Linked DNA regions of Hordeum vulgare: region 2 is linked to region 1. The links are chromatin contacts, called in public Hi-C maps. All regions are on one chromosome and are shown on one strand. The core of a region is the stretch at or near the end of the contact, and the rest is flanking DNA. Distances in the headings are between cores, read along the strand shown.

Region 1 (4,501 bases), core at 1,399-3,898:
TCCAAATAGTTATGCGTCGTGGTCTAGAGCATTCAAGAATCATTGTGGATTGTCGAGTGACCGAGTTTGTACGGTTTTCGAAAGTCTACCCTGAAGACGAGGTCTAAGTGATTGTGCGAGGTCTAAGTGACCTTAGCTCAAGGTGAAGACGAGGTCTTTTGAGTTAAATCTCAGCCTCCCTAACGAGACGTACAATTGTTACAACAACTGGAACTGGTCTAACAAATCTAGAGTCTTCGTCAAGGAAGTGGTTCTACCTTCCCATTCCTTTACATATCATTTAGTACTATGAAGCCATTGCTTGTTTTCTCTTGTGTCAAGACATTCATCTGATCTGCATTTGTCTTTATACTATTCTAGTTTATCTTTGATATACTTGTGTTTGCATTATGACTATGCCATACTTGCTTGAATGTCTTGGTCTCATTGCGTGCCTTGCTTAGATCCTTGATTGTTATTCTTAATTGATCCTAAATCGTTTCCTCTCAATTCAAATACATTTACTATTTTGTAGCTTTTCATAAAAAATGCCTATTCACCCCGCTCTAGTCAATAACTAGCACTTTCAAGCCTCAAGTTCCATGGGTCAACCACTCAACTAAGACTGCCTTCCAAACACGCGAGCACAACCGCTCGGCCAGGGGCGGCTCTAGTGTATAAGCCATGGGGACAACTGCCCCACTCAATTTCCAAGGTCTTTGTAATATGCAAGTAAATAATTATTTTCCTCCACTTAGCAAAGAAATTTCCTCCATTTAACACATCTGTGCCCCCTCTGAAATTTGATCTTGGGTTAACCCCTACGCTCGCCGTCATCTATTGCAAGCCGTCGCAGTTGCCGCCACTCTTCAAAAAATCTTTCAATTTGGCGATTTATCGTCCGATTTATCACTACTCAGGGGTGACCGATAAGATTATGCCTTATATTCATCGTTTATCGTTTGCAGCGATCTATCACTTTGAGAGGCGATTTATCACGAATCTACCGATAAATCTGGCCTACTACTAGCACTATGTTTGTAAAAACTGTCTTTATTTGTGTTTTGTGGACCTTGTTATGCATTATGTACTATTGTCCTATTTTGTTTATCATCATACGAGGACTCAAAGGCCAGGAATCAAGGTTAATCTTTTGTTCATTATATTTTTAGTCTTGAATATAGCATATTTTAGTTTGGGGAACCTCGTATTTGCAAAAAATGACCGACTAACATTCAATCGATAAAATTGATTAATCGTCTAATTTCCAATTAATCTCTGATCCCCAGCTTTCCGAGACGCTAACGATAAGCGATATCCTCAACATTGGCCGCCGCAATACATGCCCCCCTCGTTTCACTGACCTCACTCAATGTCACCTGCATGGTGATTCCCTCCTTCCTCTGCACTTCGCTGCTCCTATTCGGATAATTCGGGTAAACGCGAACTCGAACCCGAATTTTCGCATACCCAAAATGTTGGGTATTATTATTTTTGGAACAATTTTGGTTATGTAAGAGCAATTCCAACGCAACGATCCAAATCGTCCGTTTGCGTTTATTTGGGTCAGCGCGAACAAAAATGGAGGTCCAACGCGTCGACCCAAACCCAAAACACGGACGCGACCTATTTCTGACGTAAATTCGGATCGCGCTTGGGTCGTAGTCGGACACAAAGCGGAGGTTTTCTGTGTGTGCGTCGTCCGTCTATGTCCGGCCTGACCCACTTGTCATCCATCCACCCACTCAACCCTCTCTACTTATTTAATTCGCTGACCCACCCTTTCTCATTTTTCTCTTATTATTTTACTACCACACTACTGCCGTCCATTTGCTTCCCGTTGGATACATTGACTGACCCATTTTAAAAAGAAGATATGGACAGGCGAACAATCGATAAAAAAACAAAAAACAGACAAAAACGTTGTTCGTTTGGATCAGGGCGCTGGAATTGCACTAATGTCGGAACCTGAAATTTAAAACCCAAATAACCCGACCTGAAATTCTGGATAAGAGCATCTTAAATTGTTTGTATGTAGTCTTGTTGGTAAAATTGTTCATGTCACCAACCAACAAGGGATCATACAACTATTCTAATGATTGCATCCAAGTTATCCAATAGGAGAAGAGGGAATAAATGCAATTGCTCTTTATGTAACCTTGAAGCTTGTGTAAAAGCTGTTGGTTAATCTACATATAACTTTTCTCTCTCTTCATTTATTTATTACCACATCATCATATATTCTAGGTGGCAAAGTTTACCAACAACTATCTTATAGCTCTAAGGCCCTTCCCAGTGCTTTACTAAGCATGCCACATAAGCAAAAAAAATGACATGACATAGCAATTAAGGAGGAAAGAGAACACTTTGGTGACTCCACAAAGAACCAAAGCCATACACGGAACCTAGACAAACCATTTAAATGAAAGAATATGACCAATGCATGAGAGAGCTTAGGTGCTAAATCATTAAATAGAGTGAGCTTAGCAACAACAAGTGTAGTAAGTTGCTAAGCTATTTAATGCTTTTAGCACCACATTTTAACACCTTTGCATTGAAAACAGCCTAACCCAACACCCAGCCTACGGTAAAATCGTGCATCTCTCCGCACGGACAGGCGGGCGGCACGAGGATTGGATATGCCCTTCTATACAAACCAAACATGCCGGTAGTCCTCCATTCTATCCTGCTAAAAGCCAGTCCACCAGTCCGGTCCCTCTCTCGAACCCTCCTGCAACTCCAGCGATGGCGGGGAAGAACAAAGGGAAGACCAAAACCAAAAAAGCGCCACCTTCCTCCACCTCGCTTCCTCCCCCGCCGCCGGTGGAGCCACAGGCTACGGAGGCGGCGGCGACCTCCATCGATGTCCTCACCGAGTTGGACATCTCCAACATTCTCCGCCGTCTCTCCCTCGCCGACCTCCTCCGGGCCGCACTCGCATGCCACCGCTGGCGCCGCCTGGCCGCCCGCTGCCTCCCTCGCGCCCCTCCTCTCCTCGGCTACTTCCACCACCCAACCCACCCCCCTCCCCCGTTCCCCGGCCGGGACACCAAGCTCCTCGACACCCCCGCCTTGTTCGCTCCCCTCGATGCCGCCTCCCCGCGCCTCACCCTCGACTTCGCTCCGGACGCCTTCCGCTTCCTCCTCTTCGACTCGCTTCAAGGCCTCCTGCTTTTCGAGTCGTCCGACGAGATACCCAAGGACAAGGGGGCCATACCCCGCTTCCTCGTCCTCGACCCGTCCAACCGCCGCCGCACGGTCCTTCCGCCCCCGCGCCGCGAGACGGTGCGCGATGACCGCCGCTGGCGCAAATCGAGGTACTACATCGGCTCCGCGCTGCTCTCCCGCGCTCACCCGAGCAAGCTCTGCTTCGAGGCTGTCTGCTTCGCCATCGAGGAGGGCCGCCCTCGCGCCTGGGTCGCGTCCGTCACCAACGGCGACTGCAGCTGGCGCGCGCTCCCGCGGGACGAGGAGGCCAACGTCGACTTCAATCCCTGGTTGTTCGAGAACCGCGGCGTGCGCGCATGCGGGAAGATATACTGGCACATCTGCAACTCTCCGCGCATGCTCGTGCTGGACCCTGCCACACTCAGGTTCTCCTACCTGCAGGGGCCGCGCGCGCTGACTATCGACCCGTTAACTGTGTGCAAGTTCCGCGTCGGGGAGACGCCGGATGGGCGCCTTTGCTTGGTGACCGACGGCGAGGAGCAGCTGCAGCTGTGGGTGCGCGGGATGGGCAGGTGGAGCGACAACGGTTGGCTTATGGAGAAGAGTGTCGCGGAGTTGAGCACGCTGTGCGACATGATTCCTGGCATGCCCAGTGAGACGGACGACATGATTCCTGGCACTCGCAAGCCCACCGACATCGATATGGTTCCTGGCATGCCCTGCGAACGGACTGTTTGCGTCTGGCCCAGCGACATGGACACCGCTCGCACGGGGAAGGTGTTCATCAAGACCTGGGGGTTCGGGCGCTACTCGTACGATATCTGCACCGGCAAGCTGGAGCGCCTGGCCACGAAACGTGGCAAGGAATATGGGCACCCCATGTTCGCCTACTTCCTGGCATGGCCGCCCGCCTTCCTCGCTCCAGAGCACTGATTTCGGTAATACTCCCGCACCAAGCCTGCTCTTTTTTTACATAATAACACCATGAGTAAGTGCATTACTTTTGGAGTGGGCGCAAATGTATCCAGCCTTTCTAGGATTTGCATGGTTATAGGGACTAGTTCTTCTTGCAAGATAGGTAGGATATTGAGGTGGTTATGCTCCAAATGACAAGAATTTGGGGGGCATTCAATAATTAAGTCTGTCTTACAAGTTTTCATCACAAGTGCTGTTGGTTGTAGAGATAATGACACGCTTGATATTTCCATAATTTGTTTTGTATGGTCTCTAGTCTCTACACATGTTCATTATCCTGTTCTGCCGTATTTCACATTCAGAATGTTCCCCGGCTACAATTTCTGAATTTTTCTTGCACAATATCCTGGTATGCTTCCAATGGATACTGATCCCATGA
Region 2 (4,265 bases), core at 1,051-3,550, 320 kb after region 1:
GATTGGGTGAATGCCATGCACGAAGATCTACGCAACATCGAGAGGGATCAAGTATGGACACTTGTTAAAAATCCCGAAGACGAGCACAACATCATCGATACAAGATGGGTGTTTTGGAACAAGCAAGATGAAGATGACATGTTGTACGCAACAAGGCGCATCTCCTTCTGGGTTTACAAGGCTTTTTTTATGGCGGGGAAAGGTTTGTAAGTGTCCTTCATAGTTTGGGCTAAACTTTTGGTCATGAACTTGACTAGCAAAAAATAAAATATATGCCACAAAAATATATTGTTGGATTCATATTCAAAAGAAAATTACAGTGATATAGTTTTCTGTTACATGCAACTCATAGTTTACTAGTCAAAATTATTGTTGATTAAGGTACGGAAGAACTAGTAACCCTGTAGGAGGGTAAACCCAACCTTGTTGTGCACTACTGAACATTTTATCAAGTGAAGTATATCGAGCATCAAGAAAAATGGTACAATGAGTGTTATACATAGCGGGGAGCACAATGACACGACAATATAGAACAAGGTAGGTGATAACTAGAGATTTATCAAGTTTGAGTTGCTTACCACGCGTAACACTAGATTACATTGTCGTTTGACGAAAATTTAGAGATATTGTTCTCTACCCCTCTTTTATATAAAAAGGCAAAGGAAGGCGAGAGTTTCCCCCAGGTAACCGCCGACGAGGCCGCGAGTTCCCTCGCTCTCCGTGTGTTGCTCCAACGTCGAGAGGAAGGTGGAACACCGGTTCGAGCCCGACTTGTACATACATATATGAATAGGTTTCTTGGGGACGCTATATTGGTGATGGTGGCAGCGTCACGTTAGAATAAAGCTTCTCTAGATTCTCAACCACTACAGTGTCCGTGGTGACGACAGATAACCCGGGATCACGCGTTATTGATGGTGTTGCGCACCCATAGAATTTGTTCGTCATTGCGTGGTCGGCAAGGCGACGAAGGTGACCGCATGCCGGTCACCTTTTCTCCTCCAATCTCAGCTCCGTTGCGATGTCGTTTGGGAGTCGACGAACGCTGCTTCTTCAATTTGTGACGTCAACGACTTTCATAGAAGGATGGTTAAATAGATCCAGGTTTGAGAACGACGATTGAGGGGCTTGCATTTCTTTTCCAACTATGTCGGTTGATGGCGAAAGGTACTGGGGTTCGAGGGGCATGGATAAGATCTTCGCCGATGAGCCACAATGATGAAGACATGGCTACCTTGATATGATCACAAATATTGCATATGCGTATTTATTTGAAGATGAATTCAATTGGGTTGAAAAGTACATGAAATCTACTTTCGAACAAAAAAAGAATCACCCAATCCGGAGTTCGGATGCAAAAGTTCTTGCTTTTGAGACATGTATGTCTATGCAGTCTGAATCTGAATATAAAACGTGATACTGTTGGATTCTACCTTCTCTTAGGCTAAAAATGACACGAGAGAACTTCTTGAACAACACCTAAATGTTTCTTTTTCCCTTATCTTCAAACGTGGATTGTACAAGTGTCCGATAGCTTAGGTATGAAACAAAAAGGGGTGAAGTACTTTTATTTTGTATAACATATAAATAAATTATTGCATAACTTTTATCAGAAATTACCTCAAATATATACGCATATGTAATATTTGCGATCATATCCAAGGCAACCATGTATACATCGCACGAGGTATTCAATCTCGCCGTTCGTGACAGGTTGCTTAATCGGTTCATAAAGCATTTGGTGCGGTGGTGCTTCCTCGTCCTTGGGTGCTACAATTTAAAACCTCGGTTTTCTCTATAGTGCTCCGACGACGGTTTCTAGAGAAGAACGATGTAACCGTGGTTTGCATGACCTTGAGGGATTATTTCATTTTTTTTTCAAGAGGCCTCTTTACAAAGATTTTGGAATCCTTCCGGTTTGTTGTGTCTTTTTGTGACTTTCTTTTCCATTATTAACTTTTTTTTTTCATTGAAAAAACCATGCTGTTTCATTCACACAGAAAAATGATTAGAGTGTAGCACTGCTTGTTGGCTAAAAAATTACCTATTTTGTATCGATGAGCTTTTGCCAGCTGCATGCAACTCTGATCCTATGGTCCCAAAAAAACTCTGATCCTACGGAATACAGCTTTTTTCAACCGAGAAAAAAAAGCACAGCCCTAATTTTTTTCTTCTAGAGAAGCTACGAAATAAACAAACAGCACAGCGTGTGGAGTGTCAATCTTGTATCCTCCGAAAACAGAAAGTGGCTCCAGATCCGACAAGCCACTGCCGATAGGCCCTACAGTAGGTTCCAACTCCATTCAACCAAAGCGGCCGCACCTCCCATCGTTTCCCCCCAAATTGCCCATCTCGCCGCCTCGTCTCCTCCAAATCTCCGCCCGCCATTCTCCCACCACACCTCCCCCTGATCCCGCCCCGACCCCGCCTCATCCTCCCCGGAGACCCCTCGCGCGCGTCGTAACATAACATTTGGCGGGGGAACCACCGGCCTCCGCAGGCCTCCACCGGATCCCTACCCCGAGATCCCCTCTTCCGATCCAGAGCCTCCCCGTATCCGCTCGAATCTCGCCCTTCTCCGCGGCTCCATGCCAAGCTCGTGAGCGAGACCAGGATTCGATCGATCCACGCACGGCATGGCTGGGTTCGGCGGCAACTGCAGGCTGGGCGCCGTGGTCTTCTTCTCCGCCTGGATCACGCTCGTGGCCCTCAACAGGCTGGTGCGCCCGGCGCCAAACGGGTGCCATATGACCTACATGTACCCGACCTACATCCCCATCCACGCCCCCAACAACGTCTCCTCCGACAGGTACGGCCTGTTCCTGTACCACGAGGGGTGGAAGGAGATCGACTTCGAGGAGCGCGTCCGCAAGCTCGATGGCGTGCCCGTGCTTTTCATTCCCGGCAACGGCGGAAGCTACAAGCAGGTGAAGGCCCCTTTCACGATTGTTTTACATGTCCTCACTTATAGACTGCAAAATTACATGATGATATGCTACTAAACTTTGAACACGAACGGTGCCTCATGACTCATGAGTCGTAAAGAGCTAAGATTAAACTTGTACTGGATTAAAAAAGCCACGTATGGCACCGATAGATTAGAAATGGAATAGAATTGCATATTCTTTATTTTTTGCACCTTGCTATCATATATTTAATTTATTCATTCGTAACCTTACTCTGGGAACAATACGTTGACCCGCATTTCAGCGGGGAAGGACATGGATGCCATTTCGGAAAGATAGTCCAACTGAATGCGTAGTACTGACTGAGAGATGCCCAATAATAACAAGTTGTCTGACTTGTAATTTTGCTTATTTTGTCGTCGCTGTACTGATGATATTGCCATTCTTTCTTCTTCTTATCATGCTATGCATCCAGGTTCGCTCATTTGCTGCAGAATCTTCTCGAGCATATCAAAACGGCCCACTTGAGCCCTCCTTTTATCGGGAACCATCTAGTGCATCTGAACTGGAAGATTCTTCCCTTCCATCACAATATGGCCGTATTCTGGATTGGTTTACTGTTGATCTTGAAGGAGAACACTCTGCAATGGATGGTCGCATACTTGAGGAGCATACTGAATATGTTGTCTATGCCATCCATAGGGTAACCAACTCTAACTTGTAAGATATGATCTTAGGCACTTAGCATAGAGTGCAATGGCCCCTTCAGTCATAAGTTATTCTCCCTGTGTTGCACAATATAGTGTATTTTGATTGGTTAAGACAACTCTTTGACCAACAGTTACTCCATTTGTATGCAATTTCTATAACATAAGATTGATGTCATTTGATTTGTATCACATAAACAACATTTTGTGAAAGTAATTGCTGGCCAAAACCTTGTCTTAACCAATCAAATACGCCCTGGAAAAAGAAACGAGGGAGTAACTGCAAAATGTAGAACTTCTATTATCAGGACAATTCCACTGTATTGAATTTTAGAATGCCCGATATGATTGTGCTCTTGTAAACAAATCCACACAGTTTCCTATTTCCATATTTTGTTCCTGTGAAGTAGAACACGCTAGTTCTTATTATTCCCCAATATGTTTCATTGAATATGTTCATAGCATATTTGTTCTGTGCTTTGTAGATCCTTGATCAATACAAAGAATCTCATTTAGCACGATCGAAGGATGGTGTTCGTTCTACTGGTAACTTGCCATCAAATGTTATGCTAGTTGGACATTCAATGGGTGGTTTTGTGGCTCGAGCAGCTCTTGTCCACCCAGGCTTAAGGAAATCAGCTGTTGAAACTAT

The links. A called contact is a pair of places that touch in the nucleus more often than the background predicts.
Region 2: a Hi-C map of seedling shows a contact between it and region 1, with 2.0 times the contacts expected there. The contact joins the promoter of LOC123400085 here to the promoter of LOC123398610 in region 1. A contact is called at or near these places in 2 of 6 Hi-C or Micro-C datasets (leaf and seedling).

The regions. Positions count from the first base shown.
Region 1 is chr5H:367,021,335-367,025,835 of MorexV3_pseudomolecules_assembly, forward strand. LOC123398610 reads left to right here and starts at 2,649. Exons shown (of 2, transcript XM_045093065.1): 1 at 2,649-4,085. The coding sequence starts at 2,725. The coding sequence ends at 4,080.
Region 2 is chr5H:367,340,020-367,344,284 of MorexV3_pseudomolecules_assembly, forward strand. It overlaps LOC123400085, which reads left to right and starts at 2,301. Exons shown (of 18, transcript XM_045094489.1): 1 at 2,301-2,927; 2 at 3,382-3,609; 3 at 4,099-4,265. The coding sequence starts at 2,637.